6 separate regions of the Mus musculus genome follow, and all the other regions are linked to region 5. Evidence: chromatin contacts called from public HiChIP or PLAC-seq and promoter capture Hi-C data. All regions are on one chromosome and are shown on one strand. Each heading gives the region's core, a stretch centred on a gene start, on an enhancer-like site or on the middle of the called end of the contact. The rest is flanking DNA. Distances are from core to core; before and after follow the strand shown. Region 1 holds the start of Tbrg1 (transforming growth factor beta regulated gene 1). Region 2 holds the start of Zfp202 (zinc finger protein 202). Region 3 holds the start of Ccdc15 (coiled-coil domain containing 15). Region 4 holds the start of Msantd2 (Myb/SANT-like DNA-binding domain containing 2). Region 5 holds the start of Vwa5a (von Willebrand factor A domain containing 5A). Region 6 holds the start of Robo3 (roundabout guidance receptor 3).

What was found. Promoter capture Hi-C pulls out the DNA fragments that hold promoters and counts their contacts. HiChIP or PLAC-seq counts read pairs in DNA pulled down with a chosen protein or histone mark.
Region 1: an H3K27ac HiChIP or PLAC-seq map of bone marrow-derived dendritic cells shows a contact between it and region 5, with 10 times the contacts expected there. The contact joins the promoter of Tbrg1 here to the promoter of Vwa5a in region 5. A contact is called at or near these places in 7 of 39 promoter capture datasets (the 3T3-L1 cell line, cranial neural crest, embryonic stem cells and 2 more), 1 of 484 Hi-C or Micro-C datasets (Sertoli cells) and 5 of 115 datasets of contacts at active chromatin or transcription factors (bone marrow-derived dendritic cells, cardiomyocytes, epiblast stem cells and 2 more).
Region 2: a promoter capture Hi-C map of pre-B cells shows a contact between it and region 5, with 5 times the contacts expected there. The contact joins the promoter of Zfp202 here to the promoter of Vwa5a in region 5. A contact is called at or near these places in 7 of 39 promoter capture datasets (the 3T3-L1 cell line, the C10 cell line, the HPC-7 cell line and 4 more) and 2 of 115 datasets of contacts at active chromatin or transcription factors (bone marrow-derived dendritic cells and bone marrow-derived macrophages).
Region 3: a promoter capture Hi-C map of embryonic stem cells shows a contact between it and region 5, with 3 times the contacts expected there. The contact joins the promoter of Ccdc15 here to the promoter of Vwa5a in region 5. A contact is called at or near these places in 2 of 39 promoter capture datasets (embryonic stem cells and liver).
Region 4: a contact with region 5 is called in a promoter capture Hi-C map of liver, with 3 times the contacts expected there. The contact joins the promoter of Msantd2 here to the promoter of Vwa5a in region 5.
Region 6: a contact with region 5 is called in a promoter capture Hi-C map of hippocampal neurons, with 2.0 times the contacts expected there. The contact joins the promoter of Robo3 here to the promoter of Vwa5a in region 5. A contact is called at or near these places in 3 of 39 promoter capture datasets (the 3T3-L1 cell line, hippocampal neurons and liver).

The regions. Positions count from the first base shown.
Region 1 is chr9:37,656,038-37,658,894 of GRCm38.p6, forward strand. It overlaps Tbrg1 (transforming growth factor beta regulated gene 1), which reads right to left and starts at 1,275. Exons shown (of 9, transcript NM_025289.3): 1 at 961-1,275. The coding sequence starts at 1,107.
Region 2 is chr9:40,190,692-40,193,575 of GRCm38.p6, forward strand. It overlaps Zfp202 (zinc finger protein 202), which reads left to right and starts at 1,625. Exons shown (of 7, transcript NM_030713.2): 1 at 1,625-1,746.
Region 3 is chr9:37,346,967-37,349,861 of GRCm38.p6, forward strand. Ccdc15 (coiled-coil domain containing 15) reads right to left here and starts at 1,391. Exons shown (of 16, transcript NM_001081429.2): 1 at 1,068-1,391; 2 at 772-957. The coding sequence starts at 951.
Region 4 is chr9:37,487,950-37,490,649 of GRCm38.p6, forward strand. Msantd2 (Myb/SANT-like DNA-binding domain containing 2) reads left to right here and starts at 1,372. Exons shown (of 4, transcript NM_146222.2): 1 at 1,372-1,884. The coding sequence starts at 1,375.
Region 5 is chr9:38,716,937-38,719,636 of GRCm38.p6, forward strand. Vwa5a (von Willebrand factor A domain containing 5A) reads left to right here and starts at 1,332. Exons shown (of 20, transcript NM_172767.3): 1 at 1,332-1,451; 2 at 2,322-2,397.
Region 6 is chr9:37,431,626-37,434,576 of GRCm38.p6, forward strand. Robo3 (roundabout guidance receptor 3) reads right to left here and starts at 1,550. Exons shown (of 28, transcript NM_001164767.1): 1 at 1,217-1,550. The coding sequence starts at 1,376.

The DNA of each region.
Region 1 (2,857 bases), core at 25-2,524, 1.1 Mb before region 5:
AGACCCTTTGGTTTCATAAGATCTTTGTATACTTAACGAAACCAACACTATCTTTAAATGTCGACTTGTAAGCATTAGGCAGGCTCTGACATCATGTGACAAGAGAGAACAGTGAGTATAAGGTGTTGACTTCCTGATTTACTCATATTTCCCTCGACACATATACAAGCGTTAAATGTTTTAGCAACAACAAATTGAAAGTCAAAACTTTTCCCGATACGTCTACAAAGACCTTGTAGAAAGAAGTGTTAAACTGCAGGTTCAGATGTGAGGGTATATGGACCGTATACCTATTACCAAGCAAGCACTGAGGTGACTGGCTAAGCTAGAATAGTCTATTTATTAGACTGTTATCAGATTTATTAGACCCTAATACTTCTTGGCTGGTAAAGAAGTTTACTCATCAAATCCTAAATCCCTACAATTAAAGCAGGAAGTGTCTATACACCTCAGCAGGAGGAGGTAGCCTGTTTCCTGATGTTGAGTTCCACTTTCAGTTTCGGATGGAGGGAAGGCAGAAACACCTAGAAGCCTCGTCAAAGGGAGCTACAACCAGGACAATTTTGAAAGATTTAGGTGCCTGTTTACGAAAGCGGCAGCCATGGCGTTAGGGTTGGGTGTACTTAGGAAACAGGCTGTGTAGAGTAAATAATAAACTGGAATCAGGGTATCCAAGTTGGAGTTAGGGCACGTCATCCCTCTGGGCTTCATTTCAGTGTGCTCGCCTTAAAAGACACTCCTTAGGCTCGAAACGAAAAGTAGCAAGAAGGTAATGACTAAAGTTTGCTGGCGGAGCACTCTTCAGTCCTCATTTATAGAGGAGTTGACAGGACTAGAGGAATAACTTATGCAAGGATATGGAACTAATATTCCCAAGCGAGGCAACTAACACTGGACGGATATTCTTTCTCTGAGAGAGTTGAGGTGGGGAAGACAGTCCCCACCCAAACCCAGACTCACAAACACCGTGGCCTTAGCTGCTCTGCGCAGCCGCAGGTACTTCAGCCGGTACTTCTCGTTCTGGCTCTTCCTCGGGAGCCTTTTCATCCTGGCCTTGCTGGACAGCGGGGTGCGCGGCTCGGAGGCCAGGCCGCTCAACACGCTCATGATCAGACCGGGTTCTGGAGCTCCGGGGCGCGGAGGGGATGGAGCGCAGGCAGAAACAGATGGCGATCCTCGGCACTTCCCAGTCGATTTCCCAAGGAAGACCCGCCGGAAGTTGCGCAAAAGCACCGCCACGTGTAACTTCCGGGTTTGGAAGTTGCGGTGGTTCGGACCTAGCGGTGGGCTGGGAGGACGGGTGTGGCTCAGGGTTGCAAGGAGCTGGAGCTGGAAAGAACCGGTCCTACCCGGCTGATAGCCAGCGAAGTAGGGAAGAGTTTAAAGTCCTGATGCAGACGCTCAGGCAGGTGCCCTCAGGGAATGCACGTCCACATCTGCTTTCCCAGGTTGCTCTGAGCAGCAGGCCTTCCTGGGGTTTTAGCAGACTTAAATACTAATGCGGGGAACTCAGTTTCCCATATGTGCTGATCGCACAAGTGTTTCTTAGGCTGTGAACTTCGGGGATAGTAAAACAAGACCTTGATTGCCCCAAAGCTTGGTATCTAGTTAGCAAACTGTTTTAATAAAATGTTAAGTAGCACAAGGTCGGCTTTCAGTGGTTTTAAAATGAAACCAGGAGCGTTTCAAGTACACATACTTCCTATCGTTTTTTTCTTTCAGTAGTGTCAAACCAATTGACTGAGCCTCTTTTTCACATTTTGTTTTTGTTGTTTGTTTTCTCCCTCTCAAAGTAAGAAATGAGATGGGGTGGATTTCCAAACTAGTGTACTCATATAAAAGATAATTATTGTTAAATTCTCCAAATCTAGACGTTTACGGTTGTACATGGAAGCCAAGAAGTATGTTACATAATTAACGCGCTCACTGAATTACTAGAGAAAAACCTAATACTGATAAAGACAACTTAGAATTCAGTAAGTGATCCAAGTATTTAATCTCTGAAAACTGTAAAAACCATTGCAGTTTTGACAAACTGCAACCCAAGAGAAAAAGCGTGTAGATACTCTTCTATGACTGCCCATGTAACAAGCTGCTTTTTTTGAACTTGGTTGGGTCTTAATAATGCAACTCCAGGGTACCATTTGCCTTCACAAATACCTAAGGTGCTCCTGTGGATTTAGTTGGTTTTAAAAGCCATCAGAATTGTGACAACTTATAAAATACACTGCTTTGAAAATATATACTGGAATTCTAGCTTGGAATCTGAAAGCACTCATAGTAATCGAAATTGACTTTATTCTTAATAAAGCGTTAGTTTTAACTGCCTGATTTGCTGTTTAGCTGCATTTTGTTCTCATAGACTTTGACATCTATCTGACTTTTTGTATTATTCATCTTCTTCGTGTGTTGTGTCTATGAGGAGGAAAGTCCCAGCCTCTGCTTTAGTTGAAAGCTCTTTTGGCCAGTAGACTTCAGTGGAATAGTCCCAAACATGTTTATTATTATTTTTTTTTTTCACTTGAGACTTTTTCTTTTACAATTAAGGCAATTTTCTTGCAAATTTGACAAAAAAGAAGGTATTGTTTATTTGTTGGCTTTGATAGACTGGGTTCTTAACAGTGCCAAACTCTCTGTGTAGGGAAAGATGACCCTGAACTCCTGACCCTCCTGTTTCTATCTCCCAAATTCTGGGACTATAGCCATAGACAACCATGTCCAGCTTGGGGAATTTTTTTTAAAATCCATGGGCTGTGATCTAACTCAGTGGCAAAGCACTTATATTATAGGTGAAGAGCTCTGGGTTTGATTTCTAGCATTCCAAAATGAGTGGTGGATGAATGGATGGATGGATGAA
Region 2 (2,884 bases), core at 375-2,874, 1.5 Mb after region 5:
TGGATGTCGCCACCAGTTTCTCAGCTCTCCATTCTGCAGTCCACACAGATCCTGCACCATCATCTCAGCCTCCATAATTGGAGGAGCAAATTCTCATACTAAACCTTCATTACTTAGTACCCTTCTCGGGGTACTTAGCCCCATTAACGATAGAATTTTAAAATGCACTAAGAAGAAACCTCAAAGACAATTTTATTAGACAAAACAAAAAACAAAAAACAAAAAACAAAAAAAAAACAGAGCAGGCAAACTAAATTTCAGTTTCAGCCCCTGCCTAGAAAAAGAAAATGGACAAGAGGAAGAAAACAAACCTGTCATTGTAAGCAGTCACATAGTGCAGCAGAGGGAGGGATACTTCAGAAAATAATAGAAAGGCTCCAAGTAACAGAAAAAGCATACTTTGGCTCTGTCCAGTGTCCTCAGATAAAGATTTAAAAAAAAAAAAAAAAAAAAAAAAAAAAAAAAAAAAACGAAGGGGAGGAGGAGGGGGAAGAGGAACAGGAAGAGGAAGAGGAGGAGGAGGGGAAAAGTATACCTTAGTCAGGACTCAGAAGGGCAGACAGACCTGCCCATTCTGGCACTGACTGCCTGAACTGAACAGAATCAGGTTTCTGAAAAAGTACATTATCTATCTCATTAAAGGGATACCGTCACCAACTCCCATGTCTTTTACCACGGTATTAAGTGAACTTGCATTCTGGTGGGGTGGTCAGGTGATTGGCTGGGCACAACTGGATTAAATCTCACGATTGCTCGGTCTTCAGCCAGGCTAGAGGTAGACTCCATCCACTCCTTTGACCGAAGAACAGTCTTCCAGTTGGGGCTTCAACAAAGCTTTGATCAAGGGTGTTGTAACACCCTCTGCAGAACACAGCTGCCTCTCTAGCAAAAGCAATTAACATGTCCAGTTCAAAGTATGCTAAGCAGTCTCGAGCAGTTTGTCCCATGAACGGAAACGGTTTTCAAGAAATGGCTGAAAGGAGAAGACTTGCACATGTCACCATGTGACATTCAGGGCAAGATGGACTATAGAAGTGTTAGGGACAAAGACAAAAATGAACAACTTAGATCAGGGAAGACAGTGGCAAAGAGGCACCAAAATAGCACACAAAGGTTAATAGACAACACCACCATTTCCTTACTGAGCTTCAGTCTACCTTCCAGTTTTTAGTTCTAAGACCAACAGTTTGTGTTTTTTCAAGACGGACAGAGTTGACAGGCAGATGTTCTGGCGGCCCGGCAACAGCTGTGCATGAAGGAGCCAGCATTCAAATCTAAACCTTTCTTTTTTTATTCTTCCATGCTTGAAGGAAAAGAAAACTGCGTGGGAAGGAGGGGATTCTCTTGTGGAGATGTAGATACCAAAACCAACATGAAAGATGAAAACAAAACCCTGTAGGAAGTGGACAATGAATACCACGCCTAGGAAGGTGATGGGTTTGCCGCAAAGGGGACTGGCCATAGAGGGCAGCAGTCCAGGGAATGCTTCCCGGCATGGGTCTCACTGGAGAAGCCCCAGGCTTCGACCAACAGGAACACAACGAGTGGACCAAACCTCCTACAGCCTAGACAGGCTCCAGCACCCCTTGGAGGTGGGGCGAGTGGTCGCTTCCGGTTCCGGGCGCAGAGGACCCACGTGTTCCGACCCGCTGGGCCCCGCGCGACTCGGATCCCGCTCGGCTCTTTCGGCCGGGAGTGGGTGGGGGAGCACCGGGCAGGGGAGGAGCCGCCGGAGCCGCGGGAGACGTGAGTGTCGGGGACCTGGCCGGCGAGCGGGCACCGCAGCGGGCGGGGAGGGAAGGGCAGGAGCATTGGGAGGGGCAGCAGACCCCGCCCCCCCGGCGCCGGGGGACAGCGCCTGCCAGGGAAGGGGTGGCGGCGGGGTCCCCGCGGCCTGGGCGTTGTAACCATGTCACCTCCTCGCGGCCAGAGCCGGGACGTCCGGAGACAAGGGTGGCACTCCAGGCTTCTCTGCCCAGCCACCTCCTTCCGCCCCCTCTGGGGGCCTGCGGACATGCACTGTGCCCCTCGGATTGCGTCCATACCAACCGCTCCGGTGCGCTAGAAGCCAGTGGGGTGTAGCCTAGGCCCCTTGACGCCCACCTTCCCCTCTCTTCAGACTTTTCACTCTGCATCGCACATTGCTCCAGAGCCCTCCCTGCAGGTTTTGCCTTCCCTCCTTCCCAGCGAACCCCGCCCCCTTCACATGCGATCTTATCACCTGTGATCCTTGCCAGTCCTTGGCCGTCTAGCGTGTGGCTCTCACCTGGCTTAGTGACAGGCTCAGAACTTCCCTGTAGAGCTAGAGGCTACTGTCTGCACTGTCTGAACTTCTTTCTTCCTACCCCTGACAACCAGCTCGGGGACCTCTTCTCCAGCTCATCTCACCATCTGCGGGACTTTCCATAGTGGACTGAAAGTTTGCTAGTTTTTTATTCCATGGCCGACCTGGTCCTCTCACACACTTTCCCCTGGGCTGTGGCTGTCTCGTATTCTACACATGGATAGCGCTGTCTTTTCTCTGTGCAGAACTCCCCAAAGGGAGATCTCTAGGTCCAGCTTATCGTCTTGGTCGTGGTTAGGAGTGCCACATCTAGGGTTTTGCTGTCAGGTTATTCTGTCCATAGTCTACAGGTGAAAGGCAGTAGGGAAAGCTTGGGGCAACGAAGTCACAAGGCATCTCTCTGTGCAGCTTTTTCTTTGAAGCAGCCCCATGGACCTTAATCCAGAAAACAGTTTCAATGAAGTGTCAGGATGGCTGTGAGAAGCTTGCTAGGAGAAGCAAGTGACAGTGGGATATTTGGAGGCCATCAAATATCTTGAGTCACTTTCTGCTATTGCTGCCTAACATAAAAGGGTTAGGAGGAAGGCAGTACATTTTTCT
Region 3 (2,895 bases), core at 141-2,640, 1.4 Mb before region 5:
CAAATACTAACAAATATTTACATCAAATATTTACAATCAAATATCAAATATTTACATGTGTAAATAAATCAAATATTTACATTAAATTAAATTAAATTAAATTAAATCAAAAATTAAATTAAATTAAATCAAATATTTACATGTGTAAACTTTTGAAAGGGCATTTCTTCATCTGAAATGCTTCTACCCTGAGTGTACAGCATTTCTATTCCTTCACAGACAATGACCATAGTTCCTCATTCGTTCAACAACTACATCCTAAGGACCTAGTTTACCCCAAAAACAAAAATAAACAAGAAGTTCCTTGGCCCCGTGGAATTTACAACTTCCTCAGAGTCTATCAGGATTAACCTCTTTCTTTTATTTTCTTATTTTCATTTTGCCTGGATCTGCATTTAAAAACTTATAAACTCTGAGCAACTACTTAACATTTGAAGAGTGACCAACTGTCATTCTTCTTATGTTACAGTGTCGGGAAATTGTACACAGTACCTATGCCATTCACAGCAAACAACCATGTTTGTGAAGTAAACTAGCCTACTTGCTGGTATGTAGTAAGAACTAAGTTAATATTTGATTGTGTCAACCAAAGATGAAGCAAGTTTTGGAAAACACATCATTGTTGTATAATTTTGACGCAAGAATATAACCTGTATCAGAATGGAAACAGCATCCTCCAGCAGTTCATCTTTCTTTAAGTACCAAAAATTTAGAGAAGGCTAATAAAAAGGGCTGGCAGCGATCACAGTAACCGGGTCAACTGACACTCACATGTGCTGGAATTCCCGACCAATTTGGTGAGGCAGGTTCCACCCAAGCCCCAACTGGTATTATGGCCTGGTTCCTCTCAGCCAGCACTGCCAAAACGTCCTTGCTCTTCGTGGGATTTAAAGCCAGGGGCAATTTTGTGGGATTCCGAGGCTTCTTGAGGGGCGCCATACCTCCTGGCATTGACTTCTGGTTAGAAGAAAAGAGAAAGAGGGACAAGGCTTAAGACAAGGGGGAAAGGCGTAAAAATTACTTTCTAGAAGGAACGGAGATGAGAGGACGAAAAAACAAGGATTTACTTGGGAGATGAAAGCCTGCCCAGAGGTGAGCATAGGCGGGCGCTAAGGGCAGGGCTTGAGTCTGAGATGACCGCGGGTGGAAAAGCGCCGGCCCACGGCATGGGGCTGGAGGGGAGTCTAAGGCCCGGGCAGGAGCCGGGGGTCTTAAGAAGCCTGGGCACAGGAGGTGGGGGGCGTCTGAAGCCCGGCCAGGAAAGCGGGGTCCTGTGAGGCTCCAACAGTTGGATAGGAGACCTGTGAAGCCTGGAGCCTGCCGCGATCCGGTCCGTCTCACACACAGACTCAAACTCCGCGGGCTGCTACGCAAAGGACAAACAGCAAACTGCCACCCCGGGGCCCACGCCTGCCCTGCCTCTTCCGCATTTGTCACCCGTCTTGGGCTGGGGAGGCGGGAATCCGAGCGCGGGGATTACGTCACTTCCGCTTCCTGCCCTTTGGTTGGGGAGGACTAGAGCGGGTTGTTGAATCCGGCAGCGAGCTTAGACTCGGCCTCTCTTTGGATACTGGCGCTGTAGTCTTCTCAAATCTCGAAGTGAGAGGTCTGACATGATGAACAGGCGAGTAAGCGTTCACCGCTGAGGAAATCTCGGGAATAGACAGAGCAGTTCTCAACCTAAGGGTCGCTACCTCTGGGGGTCGCATATCAGATATCCTGCAATGAGATATTTTACATTACAGTTCATAGCAGGAGCAAAATTACAGTTATGAAGTCGCACCCAAATTTTATGGTTGTAGGTCACCACAACATAAGGAACTGTATTAAAGAGTCGCAGTATTAGGAAGGTTGAGAACCACTGGGCAAGAACATGTTGCCAGTGGATCCTTGAGAAGCAAACCAAGCCAACAATCAACCAGACTGCGCTTTTATGCAGCCCCTAAGGTTTACAACGCTATTTCGTGATTACCTTTGACATGTTCTTGTGTGTGACCATCACAACTCACTCCAAACAATGCTTGGGATATTTCATTAAACCCAAAAGACATACACTCATTTTACTCAAGGTGTATATTCGTGCTGGGGGTTGAACCAAGGGCCTCTGGCATTCTAGGCAAGTGCAGCAGTGGAAACCCTAGCTGCCTTAATAATTTTGCTTTTAAGTTAGGGTCTCACTAAGTTGCCCATGCTGGACTTGAACTCACTGTGTAGCCCAGGCCTCGAACTTGCAATCCTCCTGCCTTAGCCTTCCCAATGGCTGCCGTTACAGGCACGTGTCACCCTGCTTTACTTCAACATACCTTATTGCAAGCATTTTATATATCAGTATGTTTTCTGGTTACTCCAGATACTCCCAGTGAACAAAGATCCCTTGTTTGGAGAATTTAAAATCCATTGGAGAATTTACACTGACATTGATAGGACATTTCCAGAGAAGACATCACTAGGGCAATTGAAGTTGATCTTTGAGTTTTGTTTGTATTTCATTTTACTCAGTACTGGAAGTTAAGCCCAGGGCTTCATACATGCTGGTCAAGAACTATATACCCTGCCAACTTTTTTTAACTAGTCTACTTTTAAACAGAAACTATATATGATCATAGAACAAGCCTTTATACTCTTCAAGGGAGGGTTTTAGGTATATAGTTGATTGTTTCACAGCTTTTAATGGGATCTCCTAGGTAGTTCAGGTTCCTCCTGCCTCAGCTTCCCAAGGGCTGGAATAACAGTCACAAAACATCATACCCAGGTATAGGATGATTCCAGGTAGGAGCTGGAGAGATGGTTAATTAAGACTGCTTCCTGCTCTTCCAGAGGACTAAAGTTCATATGCCAGCACTCACGTGCTCACACTCTCCTATAACTCCAGCTCCGTGGATCCAGTGTCCTCTT
Region 4 (2,700 bases), core at 122-2,621, 1.2 Mb before region 5:
TACACATAAAACTAAACGAACACATTTTAAAATGAAGTTTAATTTTGTGTGTAAGTGTGGGGATATGGGTGGCATGTCCCATGTATGACGGTCAAAGAACAAGTCATGAGAGCAGGTTGTCTTCAGTCATTGGGCGGGCTTGGCAGCAAATACCTGTACTGGTTGAGGCATCTTTCTGCCACTACTGAGGTTTTAAAGTTAATGATCTGAGATAAACAGGATTTCCAGCTTTAAAGAATATGGAAATTGACTAGGTGGTGGTGGCAGCTCAGGCCTTTAATCCCAACATTCCAGAGGCAGAGGCGGCAGGCGGAGTTTGAGGCCAGCCTGGTCTATAGACTTAGTTCCAGGACAGCCAGGATAACACAGAAAAACCTTGTGTCAAAAACCAAAATAATACCACACAAACAAGGTTATATCTTATAGCTATATGATACTTCAATGTTCAAGACTTTACGGAAATATTCAGGAGTGAGTGATGAGTGCTAATTTACTACTAGGTCACAGGAACAGTTTCATTTCCTTGAACTTGACTGGGAAATTTTAAACCAGTCCCAAATCCCAGTGGACTGAGGTACCGGAGTAGCTATTCTGCTGGGCTCTGGAGCTCTTTCATGTCCCCATTATAGATACTGTATAAAAGCAAGAAAGACATTTACTTTATCATTGGCTACACAGTTACTCAGAGGAACAAGAAAACAAACGAAACGAAGCTTGTGGGTGTGGCTCAGTGACAGGGTGTTTGCCTAGCAGAACACGTGAGTGCAATCAGAGTTGCTATAGAGGCTGAGTTTCTTGAAAAGCTAAAGCGTGCAAACTCTAACTCATATCTGTTCTCGAAAGTCTTGTCCAGAACCACTGCAAGCAGCCTTCCCGCTTTGCCTTCCTCCACATACCCTTTGTAGGGTTTCCTAGTCTCCAGTCTGGACCTCGGTTCCCGTACCTAAAGGCGGGCTTAGAGGGAGGATAGGCTCAGGGGCGGAGACAGGAAAACAGAAATAGCCAATTCGTCCTTAATTCGAGGCCCTCGCGGGCCTCACCCCTGTTGTGAGGGTTGAGATTGGAAAGGAAGTGGGGAGGCTCCAACCAGTCCTTCACTCCCGCGCCCTCATGCCCCCACCCTTCTCTGCTCGGAGCTTGGGTGCGCCGGGTCCCAGCTTCTCCTCCCGGGAGAGGAGCGGCCGGCACCAGCTGGCTGGAGGGGAAAGGCGAAGATTTGCGGGCTGCTTGGGCCAGCCAGACACATCCTCCGGGCCCTCTGACCGCGGCGAGCCACTCAGCCCCGAGCCAGGCCCCAGGGCAGCCCCGGAGACCCCGGTGGCCGGATGCAGGGGTGCGTCACTTCCGGGCGGTGCAGCGGCGGCGGCTTGGAAGATGGCTGCGCCCTGTGGCTCGGAGCTGCCCGCCAACTCGCCGCTCAAAATTCCGAAGATGGAGGTGCTTTCCCCGGCGTCTCCCGGCGACCTGAGCGACGGGAACCCATCGCTGTCCGACCCTTCCACGCCTCGGGGAGCCTCCCCTCTCGGGCCCGGCAGCGCGGCGGGCTCGGGGGCCGCGGCGTCCGGGGGTCTCGGGCTGGGGCTGGGGGGCCGCGGCGCTGCCTCGTCCTCGGTCTCCTTCTCGCCCGGCGGCGGCAGTGGCGGGGCTGCGGCGGCCGCTGCCGCCGCCTGCCGGGGTATGTCGTGGACGCCGGCAGAGACGAACGCGCTCATCGCTGTATGGGGCAACGAGCGGCTGGTGGAGGCGCGGTACCAGCAGCTGGAGGGAGCCGGCACGGTATTCGGCAGCAAGGCCCCTGGGCCGGCCATGTACGAGCGCGTGTCCCGGGCCCTGGCCGAGCTGGGCTACGAGCGGACCCCGTCCCAGTGCCGGGAGCGCATCAAGGTAACCGGCCGCTCTGCCCGGGGCTGCGAACCAGAGGCAGAGAAGGCGGGGAAACGGGCCTGGGGGCGGGGGCCGGGCCGAGCGCGGGGCTCCCCTCCCGGGCCCCGGGTATCCCTTGTGTCTGCTCCGCCTCTTTCTTCTCTCCCTGGGAAGGGGCGCTTCTTTCCAGATGGCCGCCAGCCCGTAGGTTTCCTGAGTTTGAAGTTGGGCGTGTCTGCCGCCGCCCCTCTTTCTTGCCAATTGAGGATGTTCCTGCGCTCTGAAGTTGGTAGTTTCTCTCATTGTGCGCGGGGCCCGCAACTGTCGCGGGTGCTGTCGCCCGCACTGCTTTGTTCCCAGATAGAGGGGCTCCCAGACTGAAGCTTTCCAGCTGGGATGGAATTGAGGAAGGGTAGCAGAGGGCCGGATGAGCGCCCAGTGTAAGATTTTTTTCCTTTGCTGAAGTTTCAAGAATAGAGCATTGGGACGGCTGGCCTTTTGTGTCAGTCGCTTTGCTTGTCAGTTGAGGTGATACAAGGACTAGCAAGATTTGAGGTGCTTTTGGAGAGCTGGAAAGGCTTAGTGAAAGAAAGGTCGTGTATTGTTATCGTGGAGGTAGAGGACAGTAGAGGACACCTTGAACGTTAGTCTGCTTGAAGGTTCTTTTGGAATTTGGACTGGCGATCTTTTCAGAGTCAGGTTGCCTTGAGAGTCAGGAGGCTTCTAATTCTGAGGAAGCCCTCTCTTGTCACCCAGGTTTTTTCTGCTTTAGTTAGGGTGCCCGGATGCGGACAAGTAAAACCGAGTATGCATCTGGCCATCCTTATGCATCAGCAT
Region 5 (2,700 bases), core at 82-2,581:
ATTGGACACCCATATGAGGCTCCCTTCAGCAAGCACTTCCAGATGTGCTCCTTCATACACTGAGTTCCAAGCAAACAATTGCATCTGTTCTGCAGCCAACCTCAAGTCCTAGGGTTCGGTCTACCAGATTAGAGAAAGAGCTCTGCCCTTCTGCCCTTGCTGTCCATATACTGCAGTCAATGGAGATCTGTTACAGTGGGGAGGACAAACAACTCAGCATATTATTCCTACACAGACTCATTCTCTTTTATAGTCAGGCATATAAAAAGACATAAGAATATCCATTAGTCATAGAAGGAAATCTGTGCTCACACTATGCTTCCTTTAATATACATTTGTATATGCTTGTGGGACCTTCATACCCATTTTGAACCATTATAACTTAAAACAGTCCAAGTAGTTATAAATCTAATCATCATTTTATAGACACAAGTTCATTTTAGGTGAAACTGTTTAGGAAGAAAAAATATTTGTTAGCAGACATGTGTTCTGTCTCCAGGTATAACATATAGACCAATGCCAATGATCTAATATAATGCTTAATAATTTTCCTATTAGTTGGATTTAGCAGAGAGGAAGCTCTTAGTGAGCAAGGTTGTTACTGAGGTATATGATAAGTTATTTCTTAGACAAAGAAATGATACAATTCAAGCCAGTTTAAAACACATATAACTACAGGTTTACTGAGAAACTGTTCTTGGGCAGGCAAATTCTCTGACTCCAAAGAAGGAGGCCAGGAAACTCACCTTGGGGAAGGAGAGCAAGGGAAGGGTGAAGAGAAAGAGAGAAAGCTAGAAATCATGCAGAGAAAAGGAAAAGGGAGAGGGGAAGAGAGGAGAGAAGAAGAAACAGAAAAGAGAGGGAGAGACGAACATGTCCAAATAGTATAGCAAAGAGCCTCTGTGGGAGGGGAAGCCCAGTCTGTGGGCTAGAAAGTTTGGGGTTAAAGGTGGGGTATGCCAGGTACAAACTCAGGGATATTGGGACAACCTAGAGGCCAGCTCTGCTTTGATATGTTAAATATGCACTTCAAGTGTTTGTTCCAGGTTCTGAAACCTAATAACATACAGCATTTTATATCATTTTTTGATAATACGTTTTCAGCATTCAACCCTGAAAAACAAATCTTCTACCTTTGACTAATAGTTTTTCTGAGTCTCAGAGTAGACTATGCAGAGGGGAAAAAACAGAGCAATTGCTCTAAATTTTAAACAAAACACTTTCATCCTTCTATCAGAACTGAAGCAGAAATTCACTATTTCATTAGGAATTTTCAGTCCATCCCTGTCCTCCTACAAGTGTAACTTTATAGCTGGTCCCTAGAAGGGGGTGGGTCTTCCTGGAAGTTCTGCTTTAGTTACTTTCACTTTTAAAGCTGCGGAGACTTTAGGAGGTTTGCGATTGCTCTACTCTGCTCTCTCTGGGAAGAATCCTACTGATCCCTCTAAAAGGTAAGAGCCTTTTATTCTAGTTAACAGTGCAAAGTATTTATTATAATTGTCTTTTAGTGGGAAACCGTGGGGTTTAGGGTGCGGTGGGGAAGAAACTAATCCTGGTGTGTGTTTCCAGAAGATTTTTCTAGGTTGACAGTACATAAATGATCTCAATTTCAGTTTCATATTCTCTCTGCTTCCCTCCTGCAATTGATTCCAGCTGGAAATTTAAAAAACAAATATTTTCTCCCTTCCTTCTCCCCCTTCTTACTCTCTCCGCACCCCTGCCCCATTTCTCTCTGATCTCCCTCTTCTCCCTCTTCCTTCGATTTACAAGGAGAGCTTGTTTGTTTGTTTTTCTTCTTTGTTTCAGGTTAGTTTGTCCTATGGTAATCCAGCTTTGATTATCCACCTGCCTTGCTCCATTGCATCCCATAAACCCTTCTCTATAGACACTGGGGTAGTTGAAGTTGTGCCTTCTGTAAATATCCAATGCTGCAGGTCTTAGATGGAGAGGCTAAGGATTAAATAACTTTTTTATTCAAGGTTCTTCACTCCACAAAGCACATTCCTTGACTCCTAGCACAGAATCCCTTCTCCCTGCAGCTGTAAACAGCAGGGTGTGGCCAGCTGACTCACCAAACTCTGCCTGGAGTTAAGCTGCTCACTGGCTGTTAGCTCTATAGCAGCACCCGGTTTAAGGCTATAACTTTGATCAGTCTATAGCCAGTCTTTAACTCAAGGCATGTTAACACTTGTCACAGCTGACTGACTGTGAAAGAGGACAGGAGGGGGAGAGGATAGAAGACTCGATGAGGGAAATCTGTTCTGAGGTTGGAATGAGGAAATGAATGTTTCTTTGAAATGGATACCCCTCTCTTCTCTTAGCTTCCTGCAGTAGCCAAAGCAAGCCTGAGATCTCTGCTGTCAGACATAATCTGTCCTTCAGCATTGCTGCTCCTAGGTAAGTCTCCTGCTCTAAGCGTCTAGCTGGTGTCAGTAGAAATTCTCCCTCATACTCCAGACTCCTCACTGGCCCCCAGGAAAAGTCCTTTCTTGTGCTCCTGTACTCCTGTGGTTCTATGCTTGCGATCCTCCTCCTGTCCATCCTCCTCCTCTTCCTTGTTTACCTGCTATCTCTTTGTTGCTGGCCTGATCTGAGCCATTTTAATTCTGTCAGACTTTTCCAACTGCTCAAATAACAGACAGAACACAGCTGGTGCAAGTGAGTATCCCTGCAGCAGGGATGTGCCCAGTCCCTGTCACT
Region 6 (2,951 bases), core at 300-2,799, 1.3 Mb before region 5:
TATCCTCCATAGCTGTTTTTTTGTTTTGTTTTCCCTAGTGGCAGTGTGTAGTGACCAACAACCATCGTCCCTCCCTGACTTTTCAAGCTTAAATGAAAAGATAGATGTCTGGTATAAAGCTCTAGGTGAGTAAAAAATCCGAGAAAATAACTGCTTGGTCTCTTGGGACTCCTCAAAGGTGGCAAGACTGGAGAATCTCAGCCCTCTTCAAACTCCTTCCACACAACACCCTTCTGATCCACGCTTTCCCTCTAATTCCTGCAGACACAGCCGAGGGCTCTCTTTCCCTGGAATTTCTTCCCTGTCATTCCTGGTCTCCAGAGATGCTTCGACAGCAGCCTAATGAATAGCTAATGGCCATGCAAATAGGGCTCTGGGGCTCCTCCCTTGCACCTGAGTACGGGGGGGGGGGGGAGAGAGAGAGAGAACGAGAGAGAGAGAGAGAGAGAGAGAGAGAGAGAGAGAGAGAGAGAGAGAGAGAGAATCCTTTCATCTTTTAGAGACTGCAAAGGTGGACCATGTCCAGAGTCCGGGGCCCTAGCCTAAGTTGGGCAGAGGCTTCCAGAGGGAGAGTTCCTGACGTAGCCAGCAGGGAGCGCGATCAGGCCTCTCTCCAGACTGCCTGCAGCGCTCAGGGGGGGCAGCGCTGTCTCAAGTTATTTATTAATCACTGTAATTAGCAGTAACGACCTCGCCATCGCTCTGCCAGGCTGGGTCAGCTGTGAGTCTCACTGGGGATACAAACTTAATACTAAGTTTCCTTGAGAAGATTGCTGACTTTGACCCTCCGCGTAAAAACACCTACAAAGTTGGGGGCTTTCCCACCCTTGCTCTGAGTGAGGTTTTTGAAAACTTTAGGTCCTGGAAGTGGCATCTGCTACTTGGGTGGATCACCTAGTGCCCGGTTTAGCCTTGGCCGACTGGCGACATCGTGCCCTGGTCTAACCTTCCTTCTTAGCTTGGAACTTGCCCTTTACATTTCTCCCACCTGGGGTGGGTGTGGTAGGTGGATAGTAGGAGAGATGAGGAGAAAGGGGCTCAGCAGCCCTCCACCACAGGCAAATACACCAACTCAGACGCTCCTTTGGGACCCCACTTCCCAGGAGGGCCCTGACAGGCGCCCCTGGGTCCTGGAAAAGGAGACCTTCCGTCTTCCCTTCCAAGCAGCCCTCTCATCCCGATCTCCAAATCTAAGGTCCCCATCGAACAGTCTCACCATTGAGAGAGGGATCTCCAGGAGGAAGCAGACTAGGGTTGAGCGCTGCCAGCGAGGAGTTGAAGCCGAAGAGTAGCTCGCTGGAGTTGGAGATGTCCCTGGCCAGGGAGTCCGCGAACAAGTTCATCTGTAGTAGTGTTTTAAGCAGGTAGCGCAGCATAGCGCAGCCCGCCTGGGTCTTGGGCAGGGGCCTCGGAGCCCAGCCCTTGGGTCTGGGACCCGCGGGCCGGGAGCCGTAAGCCCCTCCACAGCCTTTGCGCGCTGCGGCAGCCACGATGCCGCTGTCCTGCAGGCGTGCCTGGGTACCGGCCGTGCCTCTGCGCGGGCTGTCCTCCTTCGCTGGTTCTTCTCTCCACCCCCCCCCCCCCCAGTGCCAGAATCCCCTGGGAGCTGGGCGGGCGGAAAGCAGGTGCCACTCGGATCACGCCGTAATTAAGGGCTTAATCCGCCTTCCTCCATATCCCCACCTCCACCAGGATGGCCACTAACAGGGCCGCGCGCAAGTTAGAGTCCCCGCCCCACACTCCTCTCATCAAATGTTGCTCTGAACCTGGCGGGAGAGTCTCTCTCTCTCTCTCTCTCTCTCTCTCTCTCTCTCTCTCTCTCTCTCTCTCTCTCTCTCTCTCTCTCCCCCAAGACGCGGACTGAGCCTCTGTCAGACTCAGCCCTTCTTTCTAAAATTATAGCAGGAATTATTTCCTTTCTCGGACGTCAGGGAAACTGAGGCATTGGGAGAGCAGACACTGTTGAGCTCTCAATGTCCCAGCTTCCAGTGCCTTTCAAATTCTGGGTCCTGGAAACGTGAGCGCAGGGTGCTAGGATACCTGGGAGTGGGGGTGGAGGGGAAGAAGAGAATTCCACCGCTGGATCACCTCTCGCCCCACGTGCGCGTCCGATTCCTCCTAATCCTGTGGCTTGCCACTAGGAACCCACAGGGATACAGAGATCCAACTTGACCTGGAGTCCTGCTCCAGATGCGCCCCCCCCCCCGCCCCGTCAGGAAATCCTGCCGGGTGCTCAGAACTGAGTAAAATTGGAGGAGACCCCGAGAATCCAGGCAGCACGCACCTATTAGCATAGTGCATTGCTCCACTATGACGTGTTTTAGGAAGTTGTTTGACAGTTTTGAAGAGACCAAAAGTCTAGAACAAAGGAAGCAAAGTGTCACAGACCGGGTGAATGCCAAATTGTGTGAAACTGCTGGAACCAGATAACAGCTGTTTATCCTCCCGGTCGGGGTGAGGTGGGGTGGGGTGTGCAACAGGAAAACCAAAGCCCCGGTTCTGTCTCGAATAGGGGTTATTTTAGCCTTGGAGATGTTGCAGCCAACCATCTTTGCTTTTGCCCCTCTCCTGCACACACTTTCTCTAGACTGGAAATGATGTTGAATGTGGAGCAAGAGACCGTGGCTTTCCCATCCTGTAGGTTCTGTGGACAAGTAAGTGTTTGGATTGCTCTTAGGCTATGTAATCGTGCAGCGGCTGCTTCTGATATGTAAGGGGACACCTGCACAGGAAGACAGCTCAGAGCGCTATATGCTACTCAATTCCAGGGTGGAAGATGAAGCTGTGGCAGATTCCAAACCAAAAGCAGGTCAAGAGTAGAGGAACATGGCCCCACCAACCAGTTTGTCTCTACAATCCAGTGTCCTGCCCACGGAATTCTGGGGGCATTTAGTGCTTCGGAGTCCTCGGTCCAGGACCAGAGAGCTCAAGGTGGGATGAACTAAATGGTG